3 separate regions of the Oryctolagus cuniculus genome follow, and regions 1 and 2 are each linked to region 3. A link is a contact called in public Hi-C and Micro-C data. All regions are on one chromosome and are shown on one strand. Each heading gives the region's core, a stretch centred on a gene start, on an enhancer-like site or on the middle of the called end of the contact. The rest is flanking DNA. Distances are from core to core; before and after follow the strand shown.

The links. A called contact is a pair of places that touch in the nucleus more often than the background predicts.
Region 1: a contact with region 3 is called in a Micro-C map of ear pinna, with 5 times the contacts expected there. The contact joins the promoter of FAT3 here to the enhancer-like site in region 3. A contact is called at or near these places in 2 of 6 Hi-C or Micro-C datasets (ear pinna and an unstated tissue).
Region 2: a contact with region 3 is called in a Hi-C map of liver, with 5 times the contacts expected there. The contact joins two enhancer-like sites. A contact is called at or near these places in 3 of 6 Hi-C or Micro-C datasets (ear pinna, liver and an unstated tissue).

Annotation. Positions count from the first base shown.
Region 1 is chr1:83,376,309-83,379,255 of mOryCun1.1, forward strand. It overlaps FAT3 (FAT atypical cadherin 3), which reads left to right and starts at 1,688. Exons shown (of 26, transcript XM_051850369.2): 1 at 1,688-2,225.
Region 2 is chr1:83,504,110-83,506,965 of mOryCun1.1, forward strand. The region is part of intron 1 of FAT3 (FAT atypical cadherin 3); the gene reads left to right. Among named protein-coding and RNA genes, the nearest start is that of FAT3, 130 kb to the left of the region's middle. Within about 2 kb of position 1,367, at least 1 of the 8 cell types and tissues checked has an H3K27ac peak or open chromatin away from gene starts, as enhancers often do.
Region 3 is chr1:84,049,706-84,052,890 of mOryCun1.1, forward strand. FAT3 (FAT atypical cadherin 3) reads left to right here. Exons shown (of 26, transcript XM_051850369.2): 25 at 2,151-2,264. Among named protein-coding and RNA genes, the nearest start is that of MTNR1B, 97 kb to the right of the region's middle. Within about 2 kb of position 1,641, at least 2 of the 8 cell types and tissues checked have an H3K27ac peak or open chromatin away from gene starts, as enhancers often do.

The DNA.
Region 1 (2,947 bases), core at 438-2,937, 670 kb before region 3:
ACTCACCTGGCAGCCTTCCCAGGCAGAAGGTGGAAGACGCTGTCTCACTGCCAACACTGCTTCCTTGAGCATCCCAGTGGCCAAACAACCACCAGCTGACTCTACCCCAAGTGCCTGGTTTCAGCAGCCAACTTGTTTCAGCACTCTCACAGAAGCACTCGGGTGGGAAATACATTGATTCATTAAAATCTGACGGAAAGTTAGCTGCATTGTGTCCGTCACATGGAACATGCCATACCGAGGACATGTTTATGTGGCAATAAACTTCTAATGCTTTAGAAAGCTGCTAACTGAACAAAAATGAAATCAGAATAAAATTATCCAAAGGACAACAGTTTGGAGAGCAGGTGTCAGTTTTTTTCTGGCCCTGTTAGTGGTTCCCTTCACTTCAGATCCATCTTCTGGCCTTCGTGACAATGAAGCCCTTGGTAACATCATGCTTATTACCCCCAAATTAGCTGATGTATGGGGAGCTGTCACTGCTCCTTAGTATTCCCATTAAACTCTCAGGGTGGAGTGACCAGAGCATGCTCGGTGCTTTATGGGGCAGTCAACGCAGCGAGGCTGCTGGAGGCTTTCAAGGGAAACTTTCCACTGGCAGGGAGGGATGGGGGCCTTTGTGAAGCTGCATCCAGAGCAGAAGTCCTAGGTTGGGAGCCTGGAAGCCAGAAAGGTAAACTCACTGTGCTCTTCAAAGGGCTTGTTCTAGTGACTGAGCACAAAGCCCCTCATATCAACTTCTACTTTCCTTCCAAAAAGAGAATGTCACGGTGCGCCAAAAGGAGCGAGTTCCCCTGGGGACGAGATCTGCAGGCCTGGCACGCCTCTCCCTCCATGCCAATGGTAAGTGTTGAGGGAGAAACCGCCTGGGAGAGAGCATCCAAGGCAAAGCGCTGGCTTGCACGCCTGCTTTGGAGACAGATGTGAGTTGCCGCGTGGGTGCTGCAGGGGGGAAGGAGGGTGTCAAGTCTGCCTCTGTGCCAGGAGGGGAAGGCGGAAGTGCGAGGATACACAGACAGGGTGGGGTGGCGTGGGGTGGGGTGGGGGCATGAGGATGGGCCCAAGCTGCAGCAGCATAGGATGGGGACAGGGATGCGCACAGCGCGATCAAGGAGTCCCAGGACTTGCGTGGATGGTGAAGAAAGACCGAAAGGTGGGCCTTGTAAGTCAAGCCCCAAACCAATCACCATGCCCCTTCAAAGTACCACTACTCCAAGTAGGAGGCTAAGGAGGGAAGAGGATGCACACCCTGTTAACCTCTTTTGTTTAATGCCCTCTGCCACAAGGTACTGGGAGGATACCAGGATCCAAGTATGTGTGGGGACTAGTAGCCTTGTGTGGGAAGCAAGAGGCACCCCGCTTGATGATTTAATATCCACCCTACAAATTAGACTTTGGACCTCAGGTGCAACACGTTAACCTCGTGGCGCCTCAGTTTCCTCGTCTGTCCTAAGGGAGGAACACGTTCTCTGCCCGGGGCTGCGGCGTGAGCGAGCTCGGGGAAGCCGGCAGCACGCTCCTCCAGCAACAAGAAGGCACGCTGGTGCGATCCTCCGGCCCCGAGAGAGGGCTGCGGGGAGACTCGCGCTCTAAAATTAGCCCAGCTCCAGGCCCCGCGCCCGGAGCGCCCTCCCGCTCGCCGCGCCGCCCCCGCAGCCCCCTCCCGCCCGCCCCCGCTCCCCCGTGCGGCGCTCAGAGATCCCGAGTCATCCCCGACGCCGAGGCTTCTCTCCCCCTCGCCCCTTTCGCTCGCGGTTCGGGAGGAGGAGACAGCGAGGGAGAGCAAGAGGGGGAGACGAGAGAGAAAGAGAGAGAGAGAGTGGGGCTTGGCCGCGCGTCGGCGCCGGCTGCGATGGGGAGCCCCTAGCAGCTCGGCGGCGGCGTGCAGTAGCGGCGGCGGCGGCTCAGAGCAGACGCGGGAGCACGCTCTCCTCCCGGCAGGCTGCGCTGGGATCTGGATGCGGACTGGGATCTCGCGCCCCCGGCCCTCTCCTCCCGCGGCCGTTCTCCTCCTCCCGCCTCCGCCTGCCGATCTGCCGCGGCGGCGGCGGCGGCGGCGGCGGCGTCCCGAGCGCCTCTCTCCGCGATCCCAGTCCCGGGGAGCGCGCGCAGGCACTGCGGCGGAGGCGACCGTGTGGCCCGGCTCGCCCTAGGCGAGAGCACCTAGAGAGGAAGACCACGGGAGAAGCGCCAGGTGGAGCCGTGGATCGCCAGCTGAGGCAAGGGTGCGTGGGGGCTTGTTAGCGCGATTATTTAGCTGCCTGGTGCGCCGGCCGAAGCGCGCCTGCCCAAGCACAGCCCCAGCTCCAGGTGTAAATGGGCTGCGAGGTGGGTTCCGGGAAGCATGAGCCGGCACAGCGCGTGGGGGAAACTTTTCACCTTGTTAAGTTCCAGCTTCGGTACCGCCTGGAGCTGGGGGCCGCCGCCGCTACCAGCAGAAAGGGCGGGAGGCTCGGCCCTGCGGCAGGAGCCCAGAGGTTGACACGGAGAGTTGGCTAAGTTTGGAGCTGAGGATTTGGGGCGGGGGTGCAAGAGAGCTTGGAGGTGGAAGCACCCATCCCTGCAGGACGCCTCCCGGAACTCGGGCCACCCGCCCGCGGCAGGTGGATGAGAAGGTCTAGGCAAGGAGCCTGCTTGGGAGTCGGTGCTTGCCGGGCGCAGTGGGTATGTTCAGATACCAGTGGAAGCACTTGGGCGACGCGAAGGCGCAAGTTGGGTTGTCTCCGGGCACCGAGAGGAGTAGGGAGCCCCGTCTCCCCTTTAGGAAGGGGAGAAGGTTCCCACGCGGTCTGTGGTCCTTTCCCCGTGCCCGACTCCGTCCTCCAGCGGCCGTGGGCAGGGTGTGATGCATTGAGTTTGGCAGCGGCTCTCAGACTGGGGCGACAGCCGTTAGAGAGTGGTCAGGAGGAGAGGCTGTTCCTGCTGTCTTGACAGAGGGAAACCCAAT
Region 2 (2,856 bases), core at 117-2,616, 550 kb before region 3:
TCTAAAAGCATGTAAGTAATGGAAAAGTGTTATATTATCCACTGAGAATGAGAGCCAACATTTTTTTTTGACATGGGAAATAACGGTTGTTGAAGACAGTAGTATAGACTAATAGTAGATTTTTGAAGCTCAGAACTTGCAGTGCTCTGTGTGCAGACTTTTCTGTTCAGTTCTTTATTAATATCATTTACTTTTGCCCTGTAGCCTTGCTGATAACACTTGGACACTGAAAGGCAAACTTCTGCGCTTATATTTATAGTGGCTGAATGACATTTGCTCATGGTGGTCAAATCACTAGGCTTCTTTTTTTTAGTTAGAATAGGAACTGGGAAAGCCATGTTAAACACAGCAATAGAAATTTATTCTAAGGCAAAATTCAGATTTGAACCCCTTGGGTGGAATATAGTTTGGTAAAGGTTAAACAAACCTTCTCTTACTCTTATGGGATTTTAAAATAAATTTCATCTAAATTCTTGTCAGCTTCCCTGTACAGCTGTCCCTAAACATCTGCTGTGGATGCTCAAAACCACTCCTTCCCCCTTTCCTGGTTTACATATGCTTGTGTAAACTATTTATTTGTAATATGTAATTAGTGGCAAAGTGTATACTTGGTTTTTAACTACATATACTCATGGGTGGACTAAAGGAAAACTATCTACTTAACTGTGGGGAATGAGTCAACTTAATTTAAGGATTGTTGGAGCAACACTTCCATTCACTTTCCAGCAACTGTTGATATTAAGGGGTGTTTTAAAATCTGTTTAAGTTACTGTAGCTTGGGGTAGAATTGTGGGAGTTGTGCTCAGTTTCTCAATCCAGGGTAGTGTTTTACAGCTACTACCTTATAAACCAGGCTGCAGGGTAAAATTACTCCCCCAAAGTCATGGAAAAGTGAGGCCACTTGAATACTTGGGAGGCTGTGGTCTTAGTAGTTATGCAGAGAAAACTATGTAAACCTCTGGAGCCTTGGCTCTGTGTTGACCTGGAAAGATCGATCTTCCAGGGTCTTGATTTTGTTGGCAGAATAAATGCTTCTGTAGAGAGTGAGATCCAAGTCAGGTTGGTTGAAAAGTGGAGAACATTAGTCCCCAGGAGCAAATGGGGATTCTAGCTGTCAGGGTGACTGATGGCTTTGCCACATGTGAATGCTTCCTGTAGAAGCCGGGTCAAATAGTCTGCCACCGAGGGGTAGAGGGCTCCCTTCATTCTCTGCAGAACCCAGTCAGGTTCACATTGTGGGATAAAAAGTCATTCTGGCCATCACAGAAGGGAACCCAATTTTTAACTCCAGCTTCCTAGAGCTTACATCACCAGGGGCATTCTCCCAGGAAGATCTCAACAGCAGAAGTGCTCAGTGCACTACTATTGCTAAGCAACCATTCTTCTTGGAATTGTTTTTTATAATTTTTGGCTCTATCCTTCTCAGTATAACTGCACCAGTTTCTCTAATCAGAGTTTCCTAATCTTAGCATGACTGAGATTTTAAGGAAGTTAAATCTTTGTTGTGGAGGCTGTCCTGTGTGCAACATTTAGCAATGTGCCTGACCTGTACCCACTAGATGCCAGTAGCACCCTTCTCATTGTGGCAACAAAAAATTCCTGTTGTGATTGTCAGATATTCCCTGAGGGACAGAATTTCCCTGATTGCAGGAACAATCTCCATGAGGCTTATATTTTCTTGGAGTTTTATAAGATACTTAAAGGTTATCCAACAACAGATATTTAGTGAATAACCTTTATGTGCCAAGCAGTATGTTTGGAATAGGGCAACAACAATGTACATCTGAGACAGTCTTTACTTTCCTGTAATTTATAGTCAAGTTGGGATGGCAGATATAAAATAGTCTTAGTAAAATGTCACTAGAATTGTATTGTTACAAAGGAAATTCTCTGAGTGTTTTGAGGACAACACAGAAGGACACAGATAGTTGAAAATTTTAGGGATATAGAGGTTGAGATGAATGTATGCATGTGTTTGCATGTTGGGAAATTGGGAAGAGGAAGAGGATTGAACTTAGGGGAAACACATGCAAAGCACCTGGGACAGGAGGTGCTCTGCCAGGAAGAGAAGAGAGACAGGTGTGCCTAGAAATCAGAGGGTTTGAGACGAGGCCAGAAAAAAAGAGCCAGATGTGGTAGAACCTTCTCAACTGGGTTAACGACTCTAGTCTTTATAATGCATTAAGTATGTGGCTGGTTGGTTGCACCAGGAATGCAATGGTGGAGGCAAGAGTGGGTGTTTTAAGCTAGTGAGGATCTTTACGCAAAGCACCTGTGTCTGGAGGTTTGCGCTATTCCATCTCCGAGGTCCTGGATTGGAACTCGTCAAATTCCTATATATAATTCTTTTAACCTGGTGTACTTGATTGATTTTTCACTTCAAGTTTTAATTTCCAAAAATGTTATCAGAGTTCCCAGGAGAGGGGATTGGGGAAGCAAAACAACTGCGTATCCTTGGTAATGGACCTTTATTGCAAGGATACAGTGTGTCCCAGGAAGTCCCTTCCCTAGTCCACCCATGCTTGGCTTTAATTCTTAGAAAATTAAGATGTGCAGCAGGAGTCTTGGAGATCCAGAAAAGCCATTCAGTATCTCTTAGGGTGAGCTCCATTGACCTACATTGTTCGTCTTTAGTTTTCCAGAGAGAATCTTCTTCCCTTGGCATGCACTCTGGGGATGCCTTTATGGGGCAGCATCTTGTTTGGCCTTGGTGTTGTCACACCTTGTCTGTTCATGGCTGCTTTGTGATAGCAACCTGTCTTGGAGCTAGTATCTCAGGCTGGATGTTACTTATGCTGAAAATAACTAGCCAGGGGTTCTTAGACAACTTCTTCAAGCTGTATCTACAAAAGTGTC
Region 3 (3,185 bases), core at 391-2,890:
CTGCAGGCAAAAGTGTGTAGGTCATGGGCATGCAGGCTGGTGGACTCTGTACCAAGGTGAGCTCACTGAGGAAGAAGACAAAGGAGAAGGTGGTCCTCTCAGACCTCCAAAAGAACCTTAGAGATGCCTGCATGTGGGCAGTGGTCATTGAGGGGCAAGCAGGAAGGCAGAGAAACCCCAGCCAACCAGGGGAGGAGGGAAGGAGGAGAGGATAGCCATGCAGAAGCCAAGAGCGTGTCAGCCAGCAAGACCAGCAGTATCAAGAACTGTACAACCATCAAGGAGACACAGGCGAAAAGAAAAATCTATGCATACTGAGCTTGACACTTAGGTGATTCTTAAGATTTCAAGAGCTTCCCAGTGGAGTCATCCAGGCAGAAGTCAGAGAGCAAGAGTTAAGGTTGCAGTGATTTGTTAAGGCAGAGACAGCCAGTGAATATAAAGCTGTGTGCGGTGTCATCCCCTTAAATTGTCACAGCTGCCCCTTGTGGAAGCTGTTACCAGCCCATCATTTCATGAAGGAACAGTCGGTTTGAACAGGTGAAAGAACTTGCCCGAGGGCCTGTAACCAGCCAGAGGAAGAGACAGGTTCAAGTCTGGTGTGTCAGGCCCCAAAGCCTGTCTTCTGACCAGCGCTGCTGGTAGGAGCTTTGCCAGAGGGGAGAGAGGGGATTTATTAATGATAAAGGCAGCTAAGGATGAGTTCCTTCTATTCTAGTGCTGCCCAATGTGCTGTATGCTGATTCTGTGTTTCTGTAGACTCCTTTATGTATTTTAAGTAGTTGCCCTTAGATTTTCACCATAAATGTGCTCCCTCTCAAATTATCTTGGAATAAGGCTCTATCAGAATATTGTCAATCAACTAACAGCTCTTATTAGTTTAGCAGTGAGAAGGAGAATGGCATATTAAGCACAACAGTGAGCTCGCCATGGTGGATCATTTCCATCTGTGTTCAGGGCTGAGCTCATGCACACCTTGTGCCTTTCTGAGGCCCGCCTTGGCATGGCTGTTGGGAGGTGAATATCCCCTTGGCATCTCTCTCTGCTTTGTTTGTATCAGCTGTCTATCCAGTTCATCATTTTGCTGTGGCTTCCACTTCTGACAGCAGAGGCCAAGCCACCGTGCCTGCCCCTGCCTTCCCCCTTGGTGGAAGAAGCCGTGATTTCTGTGGCCCTGGAGAGGAACGACTGTTGCCTTCATTCCAAGTCCAGGTCTCTTCGTGCCACCACATTGCATGATGATTTGCAGCTTTTCCTGGTCATCATTTCCTCCCCCACCCATTTCATGATGTGACAGTTTTATTTCCAGAATCCACCTCAGGCAAAAATTCACATTTCCCCCAAAAGTGTTGTTGGGTTTTATTGATGACATTTCCTTCTTTGTCTAGCAAGGCAGAGTTAGATGGTGAGACAATCTCTGGACAACTAATTCATTTTTCATTTGACAACCTCAAGATATGGGCTGTTTTTATTGCTTCCTTTAGTCAATCAAATAAGAAAGTGACTCCTCCGGGGTGTGTGTGTGTGTGTGTGTGTTGTTCAGACTGCTGTAGTGCAGCAAAGAGGGAATAAGTATGTGGCCAAGAGCGCATCCACACCACAGGCTACCCTCCTGCCAGACACAGGGCATGGAGCATTGTCATTCCTAAAAGTGATGCAACACTGCCCCCTAGGCGGCCAAGCTGAAAACTCCACTCGCTCCCTAGAGATGGAAGCCAGGAGAAATGTGATGGCATTCTTCCCTATAAAATATTTATATCCCTATTTTAAAAGTAATCTCATTTAACCTGGTGTTGACACCACCTAGGTTCATGTAAATGATATAAATTAACTGTGAATGGCAAAGAGCAGTGCAGCCACTTCATCCTCCTTTCACTCTTACTCTAAGGAAGGAACAGCTACTTTCTGCTGTCAGCTATTTGGAAGCTCATTTACCATGGGTTAAGGGTTTTGAATCCATAATGTAAATCACTTGATTGACAGACCTTTGCCCCCAGTGGCACAATCAATTTTTTATTATGGAGCTAAATTATTTTCTCTAAGCAAACGGAAAAGTCCCGGGAAGTGAACTAGGTGGAGGCGTGGGGAACAGGACTAGAAATATGCACACAGTAACCAGTGTCATTTCTGCTTTCTCTTTATCCATGAAGGCAAAGGGGTTGATGACCCAGGAGAAGTGACCTGCTTTGCAGGCAGCAATAAAGGCAGCAACTCTGAAGTCCAGTCCCTCAGCTCTTTCCAGTCGGATTCTGGTGATGACAATGGTAAGGGGTCTTCAGATTTGTTCTGTGCAGGTGGAGTCTGGTTTTCTTGGTGCTAGAAAACAGTGTTTATTGGGGGTAGGGGAACGGTATTGCAACTGGCTTCGTTTCATGGGCTTTCTGGTTGACCGCATTGTTGAGTGTCTTTACCAAAGGAGACCCTTATTGAGCTGCAGCCATGAGCAGGCCCGGGTCTGTCAGGGGCTGACAAAGTTCCCTAGAAGCTCCAAGGGTGAGCCCCTTTGATTTGGAACCACCTAATCCCATCTCATAAACAGTGATTTGTCTATTTCTATTAGTTTTGTCAATGATCCCTTCCTCTCCCACTGTTCACCCAGTCTCTCCATCATTGGGAATTAGTTAAGGGACAAAACCAGCTTCCTGTAGTACCAGTAGTGGCACCCTTATTTAGCTGAATTTCCTTTATAATTTTTTGGGGTAATGGGGTCCTGTGAAGCAGAACCTTAGAAAAATTGCCCAGACGGCCCAAATACTGCATGTGGTTCACAGCCTGCATTGGCACTGTGAGCTACTGTCTCTGCCTCCTGTGAACTCCTGCCTGGAGAGCAGGTACTCACCAAGTTTTCTGAGCTGAGGAAGCAGCTCTGGAGGATGGGTCATTTTCCCCAGGGTGGGGGATGGAGGCAGAAACAGTCATAAAATTGTGAGTATCTGCCATGGACTGATACACCAAGAATACTTCCAAAGAATCAGCCACAGAGACAAGCAGCCCTGCCTGTATGTTTCCCGTAGGTCCTTGCCCCACTTAGCAGCAACTGACAAAAATGAGATGTTTACTAATTTATGTAAGCACTCAGCCTGTATATATTTGCAAAATATTTTCTCTAAAACTGGGCATTTTATACTGAGAAGTACAAAATGGCATAGTTCTCACCTCCAAGGTAAATTTAGGAACAGGTGCCT